Regions from separate parts of the Pan troglodytes genome. Here region 2 is linked to region 1. The links are chromatin contacts, called in public HiChIP or PLAC-seq maps. All regions are on one chromosome and are shown on one strand. The core of a region is the stretch at or near the end of the contact, and the rest is flanking DNA. Distances in the headings are between cores, read along the strand shown.

Region 1 (3,315 bases), core at 220-2,719:
TAATATTTTGGATATATTTGGGTTAAATAAAATATTAAAATTAATTTCATAGCTGGGTGAGATGGCTCACGCCTATAATCCCAGCACTTTGCGAGGCTGAGGTAGGAACATGTCTTGAGGCCAGGAGTTCAATACCAGCCTGGGCAACATAGCAAGAAAAAAAAAGTAAGTAAATAATAATGATAAATAAAATGAATTTTACCTGTTTATGTCAAAATTAAAATTGCATATGTGGCTTGCATTACACATAAAAACACACACATATATAATTTTTTTTTTTTTTAAAGAGACAGGGTTCTGCTTTGTCGCCCAAGCTGGAGGGCAGTGATGCTATCATGGTTCACTGCAGTCTCAAACTCCTGGGCTTAAGCGATACTCAGCCTCTTGAATAGCTGGGACTATGGCCACATGCCACCACGCCTAGCTAGTTTTTTAGTTTTAGTAGAGATAGGGTCTTGCTATGTTACCCGGCCAGTCTCCAACTCCTGGCCTTAAGTGATCCTCCTGCCTCGGTGGCTCAAAGTGCAGGGTGTATTTCTCTTAGCTAGTATTGCTCTACATTGTTGTAGTCTGGTGGTGGCCTGATATCCCTACTGGACTGAAAACTCCCTGAAGGTAGGACTCCAGTCTGTCTGGATTTCTCTTGTGTCTCCATAATCACCCAACCTGACATGGAATAGGTGGTTAATCCATTTTTGTTGAATGAGTGGAAAAATGTGGTCTCCCAGGAAGAAACATATGCTTCCCAGCTTCAAGTGCTAGTGAACATCTTCCTAGAAGGCAGGCTGAGGCGGAAAGGGTATTGACTCCGGCTTCTCCACCAGAGGACCTTGCAATTCCAGTCAATTCCCTCGGTAACTCTTATGGAGGAGTGGCAATATACATTAAAAAAGGAGTGTGTGTTGCGGGGTATTCCGCTGCTTGGTTATGTCACCAGGTGGATTAAATTTGGACAAAATTTCCCAAGGTGTAGGTACTCTACAAACACTAGTTACCCTCAGGAATGTGCGATCAACAAAAGAATGCAAGATAACAAGGCCCCTAGGCAGCCCCCGGGTCTTGTGGCTCCCGTCGAAGGCAGAGCTCTGGAGCCGCCTACGCCGGGGAGAGGCGACTACACCTGGGGCCCCTCACCCTCGGGCCTCCTGCACGTGGCAGGGAAGGCAGGGCGTCTCTATCTCAAAGCATCGGCTGCGCCTGTTACCTGCGACAGGATTCCCGACAAGGGACGGGTACGGCGTGTGCACTCAGGAGCTCCTAGAGCTAGGGGCAGCAACTAAGAAGCTACCTGGCGGATGCTGCGAGAGGACTCCGCCCACAGAACGGTTGGCCCCCAACCCCGCAGCCGGCGGACTTCCCGAGGCCAGGGGTCTGAACGCGCGTGCGCATGGGCGCGCGCTCTCGAAAGAAAAAAAAAAATCCTCTCCGCGGGGGCCCGCGGCAATTTAGGCCGGGGTCTGCCGACGACCGCGCGTGCGCGGGCGTGCATCTACGCCCTCTTCCACCGCCCCCTCCGCTGGGGGTCTAGCGCACTGCTCCGCTTCCCCCGTTTCCCCCGGGCTAGCGTCCTAGGGGTGAGTGACTCGAGCCTGGCAGAGAGTGAGGGAGAGGTTCCGCCGAATGAAGGGAGGAGGTAGACGGGGCCAGAAGAAAGGAGAAACCGCCCCGGCGGGGCGAAGAGCGCGGCTCTCGAGCTGTAGTCTGCAGGAGACACACCTCCCTCCCTCACGCCCCTCGGGGCTGCGGAAGTGCTCTAGAGACTGGAGCTGCACGAAGGCGACCAGCGGACTACCGTTCCTAGGAGGCAGCGCGGCGGTGCGCCTACGGCTCCCGGCAGCCCCCGCGCGCTATTCTCTTTTGAGTTCGCGGCCGGCTAGGGCGAAACTACAGTTCCCAGGAGGACTCGCGCGAAGCGGCTTGGAAGTGGGCAGCCTGGAAGTCACTCGGGCCACCGGAGCTGGCGGCGTCTCCAGCGAGCGGCGCGGAGCTGGACGCCGCGATCGTGGGGCCCGCGAGGCGGGCAGCCGGGGCGTCCAGGTACGTGGCTCCGGGTGCAGGATCGGCCTCGCGCAAGGGTGGCGGGGAATCGGTGGCTGCCCGGACCCCGAGGGTCAGCGCGGGCGGACGGCCGGGTGTGGGTACTGGCCGTGGGGGGCGGCGGCGCCGGGACTCGCGCCCTCCGGACCCAGCCGGACTCGTGCCCGCATGGCTCAACTTTCCAGGCGTGCACCCCGGCGCTGTGGTGAAGAGCTTGGAGGCGGGGAGCGGTGGATTCGCGTCCCGGCTGTGCCACTCGGGAGCCGCGATCTGGGGAAACCGCGCCGAACCTCAATTTCCCCTGCAGTAAAACGGAGTAGGAGAGCATCTTGGCGGAGACTCTGTTGAGATAATATAATAAAACATTTGGCACATAGGAGGCACTTACTACGTATTTGGGTTATTGTTAGCTCTCCGAAAAATGAGGTGAAGATGTTATCGATTGCATAGGGTGAGGATTAGTTGAGCGTGTGCATGTAAAGAGGTGAGTCCTTAGTTAGCACCCAATGCAGGCTAGCTGCTGTTAACCGAGATTATTTTGTTAAGAGCGTTGGTTTGGAAGGCAGAGAGACCCCAGGTTCAAATTTGAACATTTACCAGTTGTGTGACTTTGGGCAACTGGCTTCACCTCTCTGTGCCTTGGTTTCCCTATCTATAAAATGGGGATTTAAATAGCAACCACTTCGTCGAGTTGTTTTCAGGATGCAGTGAGAATACCATGTGTAAAGTGCTTAGCTCAGCAGCTGGCATATAACGCTCAGTAAATGGTACCATTTATTCAGCGTTTTCCTAGTGGCCCAGAGACCCTCTGAGGGTGGGGCTCTGGCCGTAGTATTGGTCACCCCCGAGGGCCAGATTCAGAACTGGTCCAGTTGACTTCCCTTCCTACTACCTCCGGTTCCTCATTTACAAAATGGGATAATAACAAGATCACTCTCAAAGGGTTGTAAGGATTTGCTGAGATTGTATTTCTAGTCCAGCGCCATCTCTCACTAAGTAGCAGCTCTTATGTATTATAATTGTTCTTCAATATTCTCCATCTGGCCCAGAGACTGCCTGACTGTGGGCTGTGACATGACAGCCCTGAGCTCCCCCACACATTTGCTCCCATCCTCAGTGTCCCATCTGTGGAATGGTAGTCATAGGACTTTTGTGCCAGGATTGTTTGGATGGTTCCAGGAGATAATTCATGTTTAGTGCTTTGCACAAGGCCCGGCACACAGTAAGTGCTTATTAAATGATAAAATGTATCTTGCTGTTTTTTTTTTTAATAGCCCC
Region 2 (3,315 bases), core at 305-2,804, 310 kb after region 1:
TGTCACCATCATACACCACCTCACACGGACCCGAGCCCCACACACCCGCTCCCGGCACCCTGCTCACGACGAAGCCACACGTGTAGGCGCTTGCCTCTAAGTCCCTGCCCCCCTTCCTCTCCCAACTCCCACCCTCCACCTCCCACCCCCATTCCCGCCAGAAACCAGAAGCAACTGGCGGCCTCTGGTCCAGCCAGCAGGCGCATCCCTTCTCGTGGGTGGGGTGGGGGGGCGCTCCCTCTCTCCCTCTCTCCCCCCACCCCCCACCCCCGCCCCCAGCCCTCGATGTTCAAGGTCAAGGCAGCCAGCGCACGGGGTTGGGGGAAGGGTGGGGGAGGTCGCCCCGGCCCCTTTGTGCGACGCCGCGGGCACTCGCCCTCCGCCTCCTCCACCAGGCCCGGGAGGAGGGGGAGGGGAGCGCCTCGCTCGCCTGCGGGGAGGGAGGGCGGGAGCGGCCGAGTGCCTGTCACTTGGAGCCCGCTGTCACCGCCTGGGAACGGGGGGTGGGGAGCGCTGGGACCCGGAGTCCGGGATCCCGAAGAGGAAGCAAGAGCGAGATGGAGAGGGGGAAGGGGAGGGGTGGAGAGCGCGAGGGATGGCAAGGAGAGGAGAGGGTCAGGAGGGGCCAGGCTCGGACCCAGGCTTCCGGATTCCCAGCCACCGGGCCCGGGAAGAGGCGAACGCTCGGAGGGCCGCGGCCAGGGAGAAAGGGAGGGAATCCCCGGAGACCGAGGGCGCTCCCGGCACCCCCTCCTGGGCAGCCGGTCCCCAAAGGGATCAGAGATGCTCCCGTTTGATGTGTATGCGCGGGGAGAGGGAGGGATGCCGCGGTCCAGACTGACGGCGGGTTCGGGGCTTCTAGTTCCCGGGATCCCGGGAGGAAAAAGGGGAGGCAGCGGGGATGGAACTGGGGACCCCCGACGTCTCAGCTCCCACCCTGCGGCCGCGAGGGCCGGGGTCCTCAGAGAAAGAAGGGGAAAGAGAGAAAGGCGCTTTGATGAGCGGAGAGCGGGTGATGGAAACCCTGGAGACCGAGGTCCGGACTTAGGTGTTCGAGCTTTCAGCCCCGGCCGGGGCAGGCCCGGCACCTCCGGAGACCCTGAGGGAGAGATGGAGGAGAGGGAAACCCCTACCCCCACTCTGGGTGGGGAAACGGCCTCCGCCACCCCCAGCCCGCGCCGCATTCCTTCACTGACAGCGACAAAGAAGAGGCGCCCCCGCGACCCTGGAGGGGCTCCCGCCCCCAACCCCAGGGGGCGACAGGGGGTAGGGGCCCCCGGGGCAAGGGTTCGCGCTGGGGGCCCCCATTCAACTACGGTCCGCGCGCTGCGTCCCCCTCCTCAGCCCCAGGGCGGGCGGGGGAAGGGCTCCTGGTGGGGGGGTCTGGACAGGGGGCGGGGACGGCAGGGACACTCACGACTTGAGCGGGTTCTGAATGGCGGTGGCCATGGCCCGCTCGGCTGGGCCGCCTCCGGCCCGGGGCGCCGCTGCCGCCGCGCGCGGGCCCAGCCCGGCCTGCGCCGCCCGCTCTGCCGCCCAGCGCGCTACGATTTCATTCATTCTTGGGGCTGCGGCGCGAGCGGAGCGGGGCGGGCCGGGGGCGGGGCTCAGCCAATCCCCGCGCCTCCCAGCGCACGACGGGACGTGGAGTCTAGGGGCGCGCGGCGGCGCCCGAGGGCGCCCCTGCCCGGACTACACGTCCCAGGGGGCGTCAGGAGGACCGCGCTCCCATTGGCTGCTGGGGATACAGGGAGGGGCGGGTCTCCCCCCAGAGCATCTTTCCTCCCTCCCTGGGAGTGCTCGGTCTCCAACTCGGGATCTCCACCCTCCAGGCACCGCGGGCGCGGAAGCAGGTGGTCCCTAGCTTCTAGATGTCCCCAGGGTATGTGGATGACCCTAGGGTCTGTCGTGTATTCTTGTCTAGGCCTATTTGGGTGTCTCTTCTATGTCGGACAGCCTGTGAACAAGCGCAGGGGTTAATCAGTGCCTTTGTTCATTTACTGAGTGCCTGCTGTGTTCCAGGAACTCTTCTAGGCACTGGGGATACAGCAATGACCAAAACAAAGTTGCCGCTCTCAAGGAGCTGACATTCTAGTGGAGAAAGACAGATAATAAGAAAATAAATAGATAAAATCATTTCAGACAGTGAAAGGTGCTATAAAGAAAAGAAAATGGGGCCAGTCGTGGTTGCTCATCACTTTGGGAGGCCTGTAATCCCATCACTTTGGGAGGCCAAGGCAGGTGGATCATCTGAGCTTAGGAGTTCAAGACCAACATGGGCAACATGGCGAAACCCCGTCTCTACCCAAAATACAAAAAATTAGCTGGGTGTGGTGGTGCATGCCTGTAGTCCCAGCTACTCAGGAAGCTGAGGTGGGAGGATCACTTGAGCCTGGGAGGCAGAGATTGCAGTGAGCCGAGATTGTACCACTGCATTCCAGCCTGGGTGACAGAGCGAGACCCTGTCTCAAAAAAAAAAAAAAAAAAAAAAGAGAGAGAGAGAAAGAAAGAAAAAGAAAAAGAGAAGAGTCCAGGCACACACTTATAATCCCAGCACTTTGGGAGCCTGAGGCAGGAGGATTGCTTGAGCCCCATAGCACAAGACCAGCCTGGGCAACATAGTGAGATCCCATCTCTGCAAAAAGTTTTAAAATTATCTGGGTGTGGTGATGCATGTCTGGAGTCTCAGCTACTCAGGAGGCTGAGGCAAGAAGATCACTTGAGCCTGAAAGTTGGAGGCAGTAGTGAGCTCCAGCCTGGACAACAGAGAGAGTCTCCGTCAAAAGTAAGAAAGCAAGCAAGCAAGCAAGAGAAAGAAAGAAAAAGAAAGAAAAGAAGAAAATAAAATAGATTCAGCAGAACACAGATTCCAGAAAGAAAAAAGAAGCAAATAAAAAATAATTTTAAAAAAAGAAAACAGATTGATTTGAAGGAGTGAAGAAGTGGCTTCTCTGAAGAGATGACATTTGAGCTAAGGTCTAGAAGTTGCCAGCATGCACTAAGAAGCATGTCTAGGCACAGGATCACCAAGTGCAAATGCCCTGGGCTGGGAACAAGTGTGGCATGTTCAAAGATCAGGAAGCAATTGAGTGTGACTGGAGCAGAGTGAGCAGGGGGAGACAGCCTGGGGAGAGAGCAAGGACCCGGCTCATGTAGTACCTTGTAGGTCATTATAAAGAAAATGGATTTTGTTCTAAGTGCAATCAATCATCCTGAACTCTCCTTCTCCTCTTCTTTTTCGCACACACACCCCAAGCCCATCGGCAAATCCTGTTGTCTCTATATTCAAAACATATCCAGATTCCACCCACTCTC

Evidence for each region. HiChIP or PLAC-seq counts read pairs in DNA pulled down with a chosen protein or histone mark.
Region 2: a contact with region 1 is called in an H3K4me3 HiChIP or PLAC-seq map of stem cell-derived excitatory neurons, with 10 times the contacts expected there. The contact joins the promoter of DPF1 here to the promoter of SIPA1L3 in region 1. A contact is called at or near these places in 2 of 7 Hi-C or Micro-C datasets (a lymphoblastoid cell line and stem cell-derived neural progenitor cells) and 1 of 1 datasets of contacts at active chromatin or transcription factors (stem cell-derived excitatory neurons).

What each region holds. Positions count from the first base shown.
Region 1 is chr20:41,037,124-41,040,438 of NHGRI_mPanTro3-v2.0_pri, forward strand. It overlaps SIPA1L3 (signal induced proliferation associated 1 like 3), which reads left to right and starts at 1,470. Exons shown (of 22, transcript XM_024351291.3): 1 at 1,470-2,037. It overlaps WDR87 (WD repeat domain 87), which reads right to left and starts at 1,379. Exons shown (of 6, transcript XM_054673401.2): 1 at 1,205-1,379.
Region 2 is chr20:41,350,656-41,353,970 of NHGRI_mPanTro3-v2.0_pri, forward strand. It overlaps DPF1 (double PHD fingers 1), which reads right to left and starts at 1,555. Exons shown (of 12, transcript XM_016935836.2): 1 at 1,418-1,555. The coding sequence starts at 1,449.